2 separate regions of the Sus scrofa genome follow, and region 1 is linked to region 2. Evidence: chromatin contacts called from public Hi-C data. All regions are on one chromosome and are shown on one strand. The core of a region is the stretch at or near the end of the contact, and the rest is flanking DNA. Distances in the headings are between cores, read along the strand shown.

The links. A called contact is a pair of places that touch in the nucleus more often than the background predicts.
Region 1: a contact with region 2 is called in a Hi-C map of epiblast stem cells, with 2.3 times the contacts expected there. The contact joins the enhancer-like site here to the promoter of SOX11 in region 2. A contact is called at or near these places in 3 of 47 Hi-C or Micro-C datasets (epiblast stem cells, fetal heart ventricle and fetal skeletal muscle) and 1 of 2 datasets of contacts at active chromatin or transcription factors (skeletal muscle).

The regions. Positions count from the first base shown.
Region 1 is chr3:129,944,288-129,949,636 of Sscrofa11.1, reverse strand. No RefSeq gene overlaps it. Among named protein-coding and RNA genes, the nearest start is that of SOX11, 150 kb to the right of the region's middle. Within about 2 kb of position 3,981, at least 11 of the 83 cell types and tissues checked have an H3K27ac peak or open chromatin away from gene starts, as enhancers often do. A contact at or near this core is called in epiblast stem cells and fetal skeletal muscle, where this site is marked.
Region 2 is chr3:129,798,398-129,803,488 of Sscrofa11.1, reverse strand. SOX11 (transcription factor SOX-11) reads left to right here and starts at 2,921. Exons shown (of 1, transcript XM_003354937.4): 1 at 2,921-5,091. The coding sequence starts at 3,292. The coding sequence ends at 4,635.

The DNA of each region.
Region 1 (5,349 bases), core at 2,732-5,231, 150 kb before region 2:
GTATTTTAATTTATAATAATAATACCGATTAGTCCAACACCAATAACATCTATCATTTCCAAAGCAGAACTCTATTTTTTTTCCTTTTTAGAGGCACACCTGCACACCTGCAGCATATGGAAGTTCCCAGGCTGGGCACTGAGTCAGAACTGCAGCTGACAGCCTACACCACAGCCACAGCAACACCAGATCCCAGCCATGTCAACAACCTACACCAAGGCTCATGGCAATGCAGAATCCTTAACCCTCGGAGTGAGGCCAGGGATCAAACCTGCATCCTCACGGATACCAGTTAGCCTTGTAGCCCACAGAGCCACCATGGGAACTCTTCCTACAAAGCAGGACTTCAATGTTTTCATACGCATAGTCCCTACTGGCCCATAAAGAAGGCAAGAAAGGGAACATTGATTAATTAGGTAGGTGAACCACACACATGTTTAAATTTCTTCCAAGTCTTTCTTGATTGTAACAACCTTATCATGACCCCTTAGGTTAGCTTCTAGCATTTATCCGGTTTTCCCCAAGTCAGGAATCACTGCTCCTTTGGTTAGATTATTTTACTCTAATGAAATCTGTGCAGAACAGGTATCTGTTCCTGGACATTTGGATGATCAGGTCCACCCCAACCCCACTGGAAGCCTTTCATCCCAGTGTTTTGGGGACCCTGAGACCCTAAGGTTCTGACCTCCCCAAGATCCTCAAGTATCTTTTTCCAAGTTTCTAATTTCCACTTTCTTATCCCAGGTCTTCCACTGAAAGAAGCTGCTTTTTATCAGGGCAGGTGTCTTCCCAGACCATGTCCTAAAGAAAAGTTTATATTGGGCTGTGCAAAGGTTGTAGACTGACCAGCAGCCTCAGGCTTTGGGACCCGAGTCCACACAGTACTGGAATAATCGACAAAGCGGGGTCCCCAGTTAGAGTTGTTACCACTGCAGGCTAATGGAAAACAGACCTGCTTCAAAACCAGACTCTGATAAAAGGAGTCTGTTTGCAAGAGGCAGCTAAACGGCAGCTGGGTTCAAGTTTGGGCAATTATCATCTGTCCTGGTGTCATTGGTTTCTCTCTTCACCCATCTCAGTTTATGCAGGAAAAAAAAAAGGAGCCATTTCCACATTTCCAGATTGCCGTTCAACTCTGAGAATCTATGAAGTGCCCTGAACATGGCATAAAGAGGGATTAGCCTAAACTACAAATGTGCTCCTGTTTTTGCTGGAATGAATGTGATTTCTTCTGCTTTCACATGCAAGGTTTTCCTGTGTGGCACATTTTGGCAGTTCTTACTGAGACAAAACTGTTCAGGGCCGGAGAAGTCTCTGGGGCAGAAGCTGAAAGACACTAGTGGAAGGGCCAGGGAATACGAAAGCAACTTCAAGTCAGATAAACTTCAGACAAAAAGAATTGAAAGTTTAAAAACAAGCAAACAGAAACGACAAAAGAAAACGGAGTTCCTTGAAATTCCCTCCCCTGTGCATTAACCTGGCCTCAGGCTCCAGGACTGAGCTGCCAGAGTCCGCTGGGAAATTCTTATTATCAAAGCACATGGGTTGGGGGTTCTCTACCCAGGGAGCTCAAAGATGCTGCCCAAGATATGAGCGAGGCTTAGGAGACAAAATTTTTTTTTTAAGTTTTATTTTTCTTTGGATTTTCAAATGTTAATTTCACCCTGACCAAGGGAGCTTCATTGAGTCATTTTCCAAGACTAATTTTTAAAAGGCCTCCCATGGAAGTGAAAACAAATTTAGTTAGAGATTTGACCACCACATATTGATCAATATTCCCATCGAGCCATAGATTTCTATTCAAAACTAGATGACAATCACAGCTTGCATTCATATCTCTCGGTTTAGCTGCCAACTTCTTCAGGAATCTTTTTTTTTTTTTTTCAGTAGGACCTTGTTGTTTATCTATTTTATATCATTTTTTGTTAATGGTCTCACCCACCCACAGCATATAGAAGTTCCACGGCCAGGGGACCCAATCCAAGCCTCAGCTGTGACCTACACCACAACTACTGGCAATGCCAGATCCTGAACCCACTGCCCCAGGCCAGGGATTGAACCCAGGCCTCCACAGCAACCCAAGCCACTGCAGATTCTTAACCCACTGTACCACAGCAGGAATGCCTCAATTTCACTTTTTAAATAGAAATGCATTTTTTAAGGTATGGACTATGACTTTGAATAAAGCCTCAAGTTAAAGATGAGCCTGTTAAAGCATGATGGCTTTTCTTGATATATTTACATTTATTGTAATTGATTATATTACAATTTAATTGATTGATTGCATTAGTATACATTAAATAATTTAGGTGCATATATTTATATTGTAATATTTAATATATTTTATGTATGTAGTAAGATATATTTGACTCGCTGGAATAAAAAAATTTCACTTAAAAGAAAATTTCCTATACTGATCCTTATGAATCAAATGAATACCTCAAATAAAGCAAGCATCTTCAGCCAACACATTGAACTAATATGCATCTTATCACTGAATATTTTTTTAGGCTTGTAGACTTTCACATATATTCAATTGCAATGGTAAATTGTTCCCTTCACTTGCTTTATGGCTCCACTGAGATTTTCCAGATGGAGAAAGGAGAGAAAAGGATATCAATAAAGACTTAGAGAAAGGTTTTATCAATTCAATCAGAAATTGTTAATTCAGTAATAAGGGTTAGGACATTTTAATGTCCATTTATGATGTTAATGTATGTTAATTGACATTCGCTCCCAGGACTTTCTTCTTTTTTTATGACTTTTTTTTGTGGAGTTGGGGGAGGTGTGCTCTGCATTTGTTATTCAGCCCAGGATCTTAGGGTCTCACTTTCCCCGGGGGGGCCAGGGGGCTCTTTGTGATTCTAATGAGAAGCTCACCTGGGAACAAAAGTGCAGGTTCCTCCACCTGCAGCTCTGAGATGAGCCCTAATTCTTTATTCTGAAGTGTCTCTTAAACCTCTTTAACTCGAAATCAAATCTGCTGCTTAAGGTGAGGGAGCAATTATCCCATCTCCTTCCCAGAGCTTCGAACAAAAAGCCAACGTTAATAAAGCTATTATGCATTTCCATTATAAAAGTAGCTTATACACATAACTGAAAACTTTATATCTATCTATCTGTCTACAGACACACACACACACACACACACACACACACACACACGCTCACCACCCAGAAAAATCACTGCTGACATTTTCGGGTATTTCTGTCTTTATTCTTTTTTCCCACTTGTTTCCAGAAATACAATTTCATGTCCTACTTATTGACAAATAAATCAGCCAAAGAAAAACTTACTATTTTGGTACAATTTTGTCACCTGCTCCTTTTCCACTTAACAGTACCAGGAACTTTTAAGAGGTGGGTGGCAGAAACACCAGCCTAAAGTGCCCTCAGGGTTTGGGGCTGGGCTGTTTTCTGCCACCTCCCACTACCTCCTGGGGTAGCAGGTCTTTGGAGATGGGATCCCCAACCTGTTGTTAAAATGCCGCCATCCCTCCAACCTCTGGGACGCATGCATCCTTCGCTTCCCCTGCAGCAGGAGGAATGAGAAATATTCTGAGACTGAGGAAAGCAATCATTTTAACGTCTCAAAAAGAAAAAGAAGACCATTTGTTCCTGCTGCTCAGGCTCCAAAACTCCACTTGACTTTGGGGTGGTATTTTTAGATGCGAGCGGAAGATGGGGCAGGAGGGAGAGAGGGGGGCAGAGGAGTCCAGAGGGAGCCCCAGACAACCGGAGTTTGCTCCGTCACAGAGGCTTTAGGTCCAAAACGTTTCCAGAGGCCAGGATGAGGAACGGCCGCCCTCAGCCCTGTGACCTAGGCCGCCAGATGCTTAAGTGCACTGGGTGTGTGCCTTTGTTTGCCTTTCCAGGCTGGAGCTGAAATCCTGAAATCCGACCCCACAGAGGCCACAGCCCCCTGAGCTCAGAGGGCTCAGCGTTTGGCCTGGCTTGTCTGGGGCCAGGCTTCCAGGGGAAAGACCGGTCCAAACACTTCTAAACAGTAGTCCATTCAGCTCAGGCCCGACGCGCTCCAAAGAAATAAATGCGTTACAGCTGTTCCGCGGGGAAGGCCGAGTCCCGTGGGGCCCGGAGGGATTTCCAGCAGTTCTGACTCGGAGGCCGGCTGCCTGGAGGTGGTGTTCTGTGGGGGCCCGGGTCCGTCTCCCAGAAGGTGGGACGACTGTCCATGCGTCTGCTTGGGGGACAGCTGCAGGCACCGCTGCCACCCGCTGAGAGCAGCGTCCCTGATTTTATAAATAGGCGCTTGTGCGTGTGGAGCAGCAGAGCAGAGCTCATGCGCTGCTGTGAATTTAAAGTGGAAACCATGGTTTCTCTTTCTAATTCTTAAGGGCAGCTTCCTTAAAAGATCTCTAAGATGTGAATTATAGAACACCAAAACAATAAGGCGAGCAAACGACACCCCAAGCAAAACAATCCCGGTGGTGGTTTTGGATCAATCGTCAAACACAGCTTTGGGTTGCTTGGTGCCGGTTTACATGGGTGTCAATATCATTAAGATGTATTTGAACAGAAATCCTTCAGCAAGATCAATTTTTTTTTTTTTTTTTGCACAAAACACCGTTAATACCATTGACACATCCAACCTACTATATATTAGTTTAAGAAAGATCAAATTTTAAAAGACACATGACCTCAGTTTTGTGATTAATATTTTTTTTTAATTTTGCTAATTTAAAGATAACTTTTTGGACCCTCGTAGGGAAAAAGGAACATTTTAAAAGAGCAACTGTTAATATTTAAATAAATATTTCTTTTCCAACTTTATTATTCTATCTTCCATTTATCTTTTTGGCCACCCCCCCCCAGAGGGCTTTTAGTTTTAAGAGGAAATGTAATTCCCACAACAAAATGATACAGATATTCTGGTACTTTCTTATTATTTAATTTCATGCATTAATTTTTTTTCAGGAACACGACAGCCATAGATACATGTGTGTATCCGATGCAGTGTGTGTGATAAAGTTGTGATGAAGAGTGCGTGATGCGGTGTGTCTATGTGATGCAGTGTGTGTGTGTGAGAGGGTGTGTGTAGTGTCCACAGAGGGCACAGCCAGAGCACTCTCACTCCTCTCCTCAATGTATACACCCTGGTACCCATGTTTGGGGGCCCTTTGGGATTTTCGGGTGCTGTCAGGCGTAGAGGATGGAACCTCATAGGCAGATCAGCCAGTGTGCTTCTCTCTGCTGCTCCATTTCACCAAGCAGACCCCGAATATCAGGCACCACGGGCTCTGCCACTCCAAATCCATACTGATGACTATTTTGAGGAAGAGGAAATCCTCTCCTGTCTGCCATCCAAGGACTGACTTTATAAACGTGGCA
Region 2 (5,091 bases), core at 1,672-4,171:
AACATGTTCCCATGTCTTTTGTAAACACATTACCCTTATTTAAAATGTTTTTCCTTAGGAAGAAAAAAAGGTATAGAGATGAGTTAATTTTCTTTTCCTTTCCTCCTTCCTTGTCCCTACTAAGTTAGCTAAGATGAAATATGTGGGGTGGATCCATGCTACAAAAGGGCAATCTAGTTGGTCCCTTGTGCGAGCTGTCTTCCCTTGCCTGAGGCACAGAGGGAGAAATGGGCTCTTCCCCATTCCCCGGGACCCCAGGAACAACCACGTTCCCCCTCCAGTCTCTGCTGTGTTTATGGAAAGCCTCAAGCCCCTAGGCTTACCCGCACACCACTCTCATTTCCAGTCCTCTCCAAGGAATAAACAACCCCCTCCTAGCTGCTTTCTCTTCCCCAACAAACAGCTATCTTGCTTTGAACAGAAATCACACTTCGCATTTGAAAGAGTACATTTACCTTATATTTCCTCTAAGAAGATCCTAGCCCTGGGAGAGCACATCCTATTATTTTCCTGCCCTACTCTTCTCACCGCAATTCTCATTCTAAAGTTCAATCTAAGGGGAAAAAAATAAAGTTGGAAAAAAATAAAGTTGAAAAAAAAATAGTCGCTTTAAGAAGAATACGGATGTGGCTTAGTATGTAGTCCAAAGAACAGACTTTAGGACTCAGCAACAAAGGTCAAGAGAAAAGGGAAAATAAAGGATCTGGGTTTGGTTTTGTTTTTTGTAAAATATTAAATAAGTAAAATTAAACCTGATTTTTGATACAGAGTGAAGAAGGCACATAAATATTGAATTTGCCAGGGATTTTCAAACGTATTCTCTCTCAGAATGTACAATGCTAGGGGCCCTCCTAGTATGCATGAAAATACTGCAACTGAGCTGAACTGTTTCGAGCCCTCTAGCTAGAGTGTGCATTGTCTTCTGCTGCAGGAAGAGAGGTGCAGAGTCCCACACAGCTCCCCCCACCTCCTGTGATTTCCCAAGAACTGGAAGAGCTGGGAAACGTGAGAGGTGAGAGGAAAACAAGATTCAGGGCTGGCCTGGTGGGAGTGAAGATGAATTTGCACACGCTGGGCGTTACACATCTCCAGACTTCAGGTTACCCCATAAGCATGACTATAAATTCTTTCTGTTCCCTTGGCCCTTAAAAAACAAATTGCCAGCATTATTGGCCAGAATACGGCACGCATTTGACGTCCTCTTTTTCTTTAGGTTGGACAGAAGTGGGGGAGGGTATGGCGATCGTGACAATTAAAAAAAAAAAAGAAGATCTGTGAAAACATGGTACCGTTTTATGTTACTGAAGACGTCGAAGACGTCAGAAGCACTGCAATGCTTAGGTAATGGTTGTTTTTTGTTTTGTTTTGTTTTTTCCCAGAGAAGGCACCTGACAGAAAGCAGGCTGGCGTGATTTTACTAGTCCTAAGCAGCTGACTTTTCTTGTGAAGTCCTCTGGGCAGTATCTTAGGAACCACTCAAAGTGCCAGCTCCCCAACGCTGGAGGGTGTGAAGATGAGGATGAGGACAGAAAAGGCCTAGGAAGCCGCGGGTTCTGTTAATTGCCTCCAGAATATCCATTGATGGCTAACAGCGACCAAAATACACACAAAGAAAAACAGATCTGGAAGTAGCAGAGCGAGACCCATGGGGCACGGGTTTTCCATCAGCTCGGGTGCGCACCGTGTCCATGTTCTTAGAGCAGTCGGTCCCACCTTTGTCGGAGGGAAATATTTCGACTCCAGACTTGGGGTGCTCCTTGTTTTCTTTTTGGCCCAAGTTGTTCTGCTACAATAGCGAGTGACCCAGAAGGCAGGCTAGCTCCTCGCTAGATTTCAGGACCAGGCTGCTCTGGAGGACGCTGGTGACCGCGACAGGGGGAGGGGACAAAGAGGAAGAGGAGGCCCGGGAAGGAGTGGGGGAGCTGGAGGGAGGAGACGGGAAGGGACGGGGGCGGGGGGGGGGAGTGACGCAGGGGCGGGGCTGTGTGGAACCTCTCAGGTCCAGGACCCGGTTTAGAACCAGCCTGGGTGGTTAGATTGAAGACGAGGACCTGGCCCCAGCCGAACCCCAAAGACCGTTACTCCGGCCTCCGACAGGGGCGGGGCCCGCGGGCACAGGGCGCAGCCAAACCCACGCCGCGGCGTCTCCAAACACCGTGGAGGAGGGAAAACAGACGGAGAAAAAGGACAAAACAGAATATGCGAACGGGGAAGGGGGAAATACAGCCTCTCGAGCTTTGAAAGCATATCTTTGCCTTAGAGAAAAGGAGAAAGGGAAGAGGAGGAAAGAGTCCACGTGCCCCAGGAAGGTTGTTGTGTTAAAGCGCCACCTTCCGTCCGCCCGGCTCCCGGAGCCGACTCCGGAGATGCGCGGCGCGGGGGAGCGGCTGAGCCCCCGGGGGCGCTCCGGGGAGCAGCTGCGCCCAGGCGGGCGGGCCGGGCTGCACCCGCCCTCTTAGCCCGTGCGCGTGCCCGAGCGTGCGCGCGCGGGAAGTGTGCGCGCCTCATCTGCTCTCACCGACGGGCCTCACGGGCACCCGGCACAAAGGGGCGCTGGGCCTCTCCCGGGACCTGGTTCTGGGCTGGCTCCGGCGCCAGGACCAGCCCGGCTGGCCCCGCGCGCGCCAGCTCAGCGCGCCGCGGGCCGGTGCGCGGCTCCCGAGCATCCCGAGGAGAGGCGCATCTGTGCACACAAGCGGATTTTTTAAAAATAACATATTTCTAGACATGCCTCCTCCTTCTCCCCCACCCCCCATCTTTGCAAAGCAGCCCCGAGGGCGGGGGAAGGGGGAGGGGCCGGGGAGTTAATAAAGGGAGATGGGCGGAGCCGGCCCCCAGCCATTGGCTGGGCCGGGGAGTGATGTCACCCATATGACACCCTGATAACTAGTTGGGAGAGAGCCCTCAACTTTTTGCAGAAGGAGCGCGCGCGCCTGGGAGTGCTCGGGGTTCGGCGCTCGCGGCGGGAGCCACGAGCCGGAGAGAGGGGTCCCGGGCTGCTTCGACCGCCACCGCCGCCGCCGCCACCGCCGCCGCCGCCGCCGCCGCCGCCGCCGCCGCCTCTCCGGTCGGGGCTGCAGCTCCCCGCGCGCGGGCGGCCGTCGCCGCCGAAGCCGCCGTAGCCGCTGTGTGCAGCCTGGAAGGGGGGGCGGGGGGGAGGGGGGGAGCCGCAGACGCGGGGTGCCGAGGACTTTGCAACTTGCCCGGGAAGGTGGAGGGGCGAGAGGGGGAGGGGGAGTTCCGCACGAGACCGAGCGGCCCGGGTTGGAGCGCCCAGCCCCAAAGCGGATCATGGTGCAGCAGGCCGAGAGCTTGGAAGCGGAGAGCAACCTGCCCCGGGAGGCGCTGGACACGGAGGAGGGTGAATTCATGGCTTGCAGCCCGGTGGCCCTGGACGAGAGCGACCCGGACTGGTGCAAGACGGCGTCGGGCCATATCAAGAGGCCGATGAACGCGTTCATGGTGTGGTCCAAGATCGAGCGCAGGAAGATCATGGAACAGTCTCCGGACATGCATAACGCTGAGATCTCCAAGAGGCTGGGCAAGCGGTGGAAAATGCTGAAGGACAGCGAGAAGATCCCGTTCATCCGGGAGGCGGAGCGGCTGCGGCTCAAGCACATGGCCGACTACCCCGACTACAAGTACCGGCCCCGGAAAAAGCCCAAAATGGACCCCTCGGCCAAGCCCAGCGCCAGCCAGAGCCCCGAGAAGAACGCGGCGGGCGGCGGCAGCGGGGGCGCGGGCGGCGGCGCGGGCGGCGCCAAGACCTCCAAGGGCTCGAGCAAGAAATGCGGCAAGCTCAAGGCCCCCGCGGCCCCCGCGGCCGGCGGCGCCAAGGCGGGCGCGGGCAAGGCGGCCCAGCCGGGGGACTACGGCGGCGCGGGCGACGACTACGTGCTCGGCAGCTTGCGCGTGAGCGGGGCGGGCGGCGGCGGCGCGGGCAAGACGGTCAAGTGCGTGTTCCTGGATGAGGACGACGAGGACGACGAGGACGAGGACGAGCTGCAGCTGCGGATCAAGCAGGAGGCGGACGAGGAGGACGAGGAGCCGCCGCACCCGCAGCTCCTGCAGCCTCCCGGGCAGCAGCCGCCGCAGCTGCTGAGACGCTACAACGTCGCCAAAGTGCCCGCCAGCCCCACGCTGAGCAGCTCGGCCGAGTCCCCCGAGGGCGCGAGCCTCTACGACGAGGTGCGGGCCGGCGCGACCTCAGGCGCCGGGGGCGGCAGCCGCCTCTACTACAGCTTCAAGAACATCACCAAGCAGCACCCGCCGCCGCTGGCGCAGCCCGCGCTCTCGCCCGCGTCCTCGCGCTCTGTCTCCACCTCCTCGTCCTCCTCGTCCAGCGGCAGCAGCAGCAGCAGCAGCAGCGGCGGTGAGGACGCCGACGACCTGATGTTCGACCTGAGCTTGAATTTCTCCCAAAGCGCGCACAGCGCCAGCGAGCAGCAGCTGGGGGGCGGCGCGGCGGCGGGGAACCTGTCCTTGTCTCTGGTGGATAAGGATTTGGATTCGTTCAGCGAGGGCAGCCTGGGCTCCCACTTCGAATTCCCCGACTACTGCACGCCGGAGCTGAGCGAGATGATCGCGGGGGACTGGCTGGAGGCGAACTTCTCCGACTTGGTGTTCACGTATTGAGAGAGGCGCCCCGCTTCTCGCTCTTTCTCTCGGCGGGTGCAGAGCAGGGTTCCTTGGGAGGAAGGTGGTCGTGATGATGCTGATGATAGCGATGGTGGTGGTGGTGTCGATGGTGGTGGTGGTAGGGTGGAGGGGGAGAGAAGATGCTGATATTGATATGATGTCGTGACACAAAGAAATTGAAAAAGATGAAAATTTTGGTGGAGTTAAAGTGAAATGAGTAGTTTTAAAACATTTTTTCCTGTCCTTTTTTTGTCCCCCCCCTCCTTTATCGTGTCTCAAGGTAGTTGCATACCTAGTCTGGAGTTGTGATTTTTTTTTTTTCCCCCTCAAATGTGTTTTTGTAATTACGATTTCTTTTTCCTGAAATTCGCGATGGCAACAAAGGCGGAGGGGACAGGGCGGGGGAGGGGAGGGAGGACCCGCTCCGGAAGGCGCTGTTGGAAGCTTGTTGGT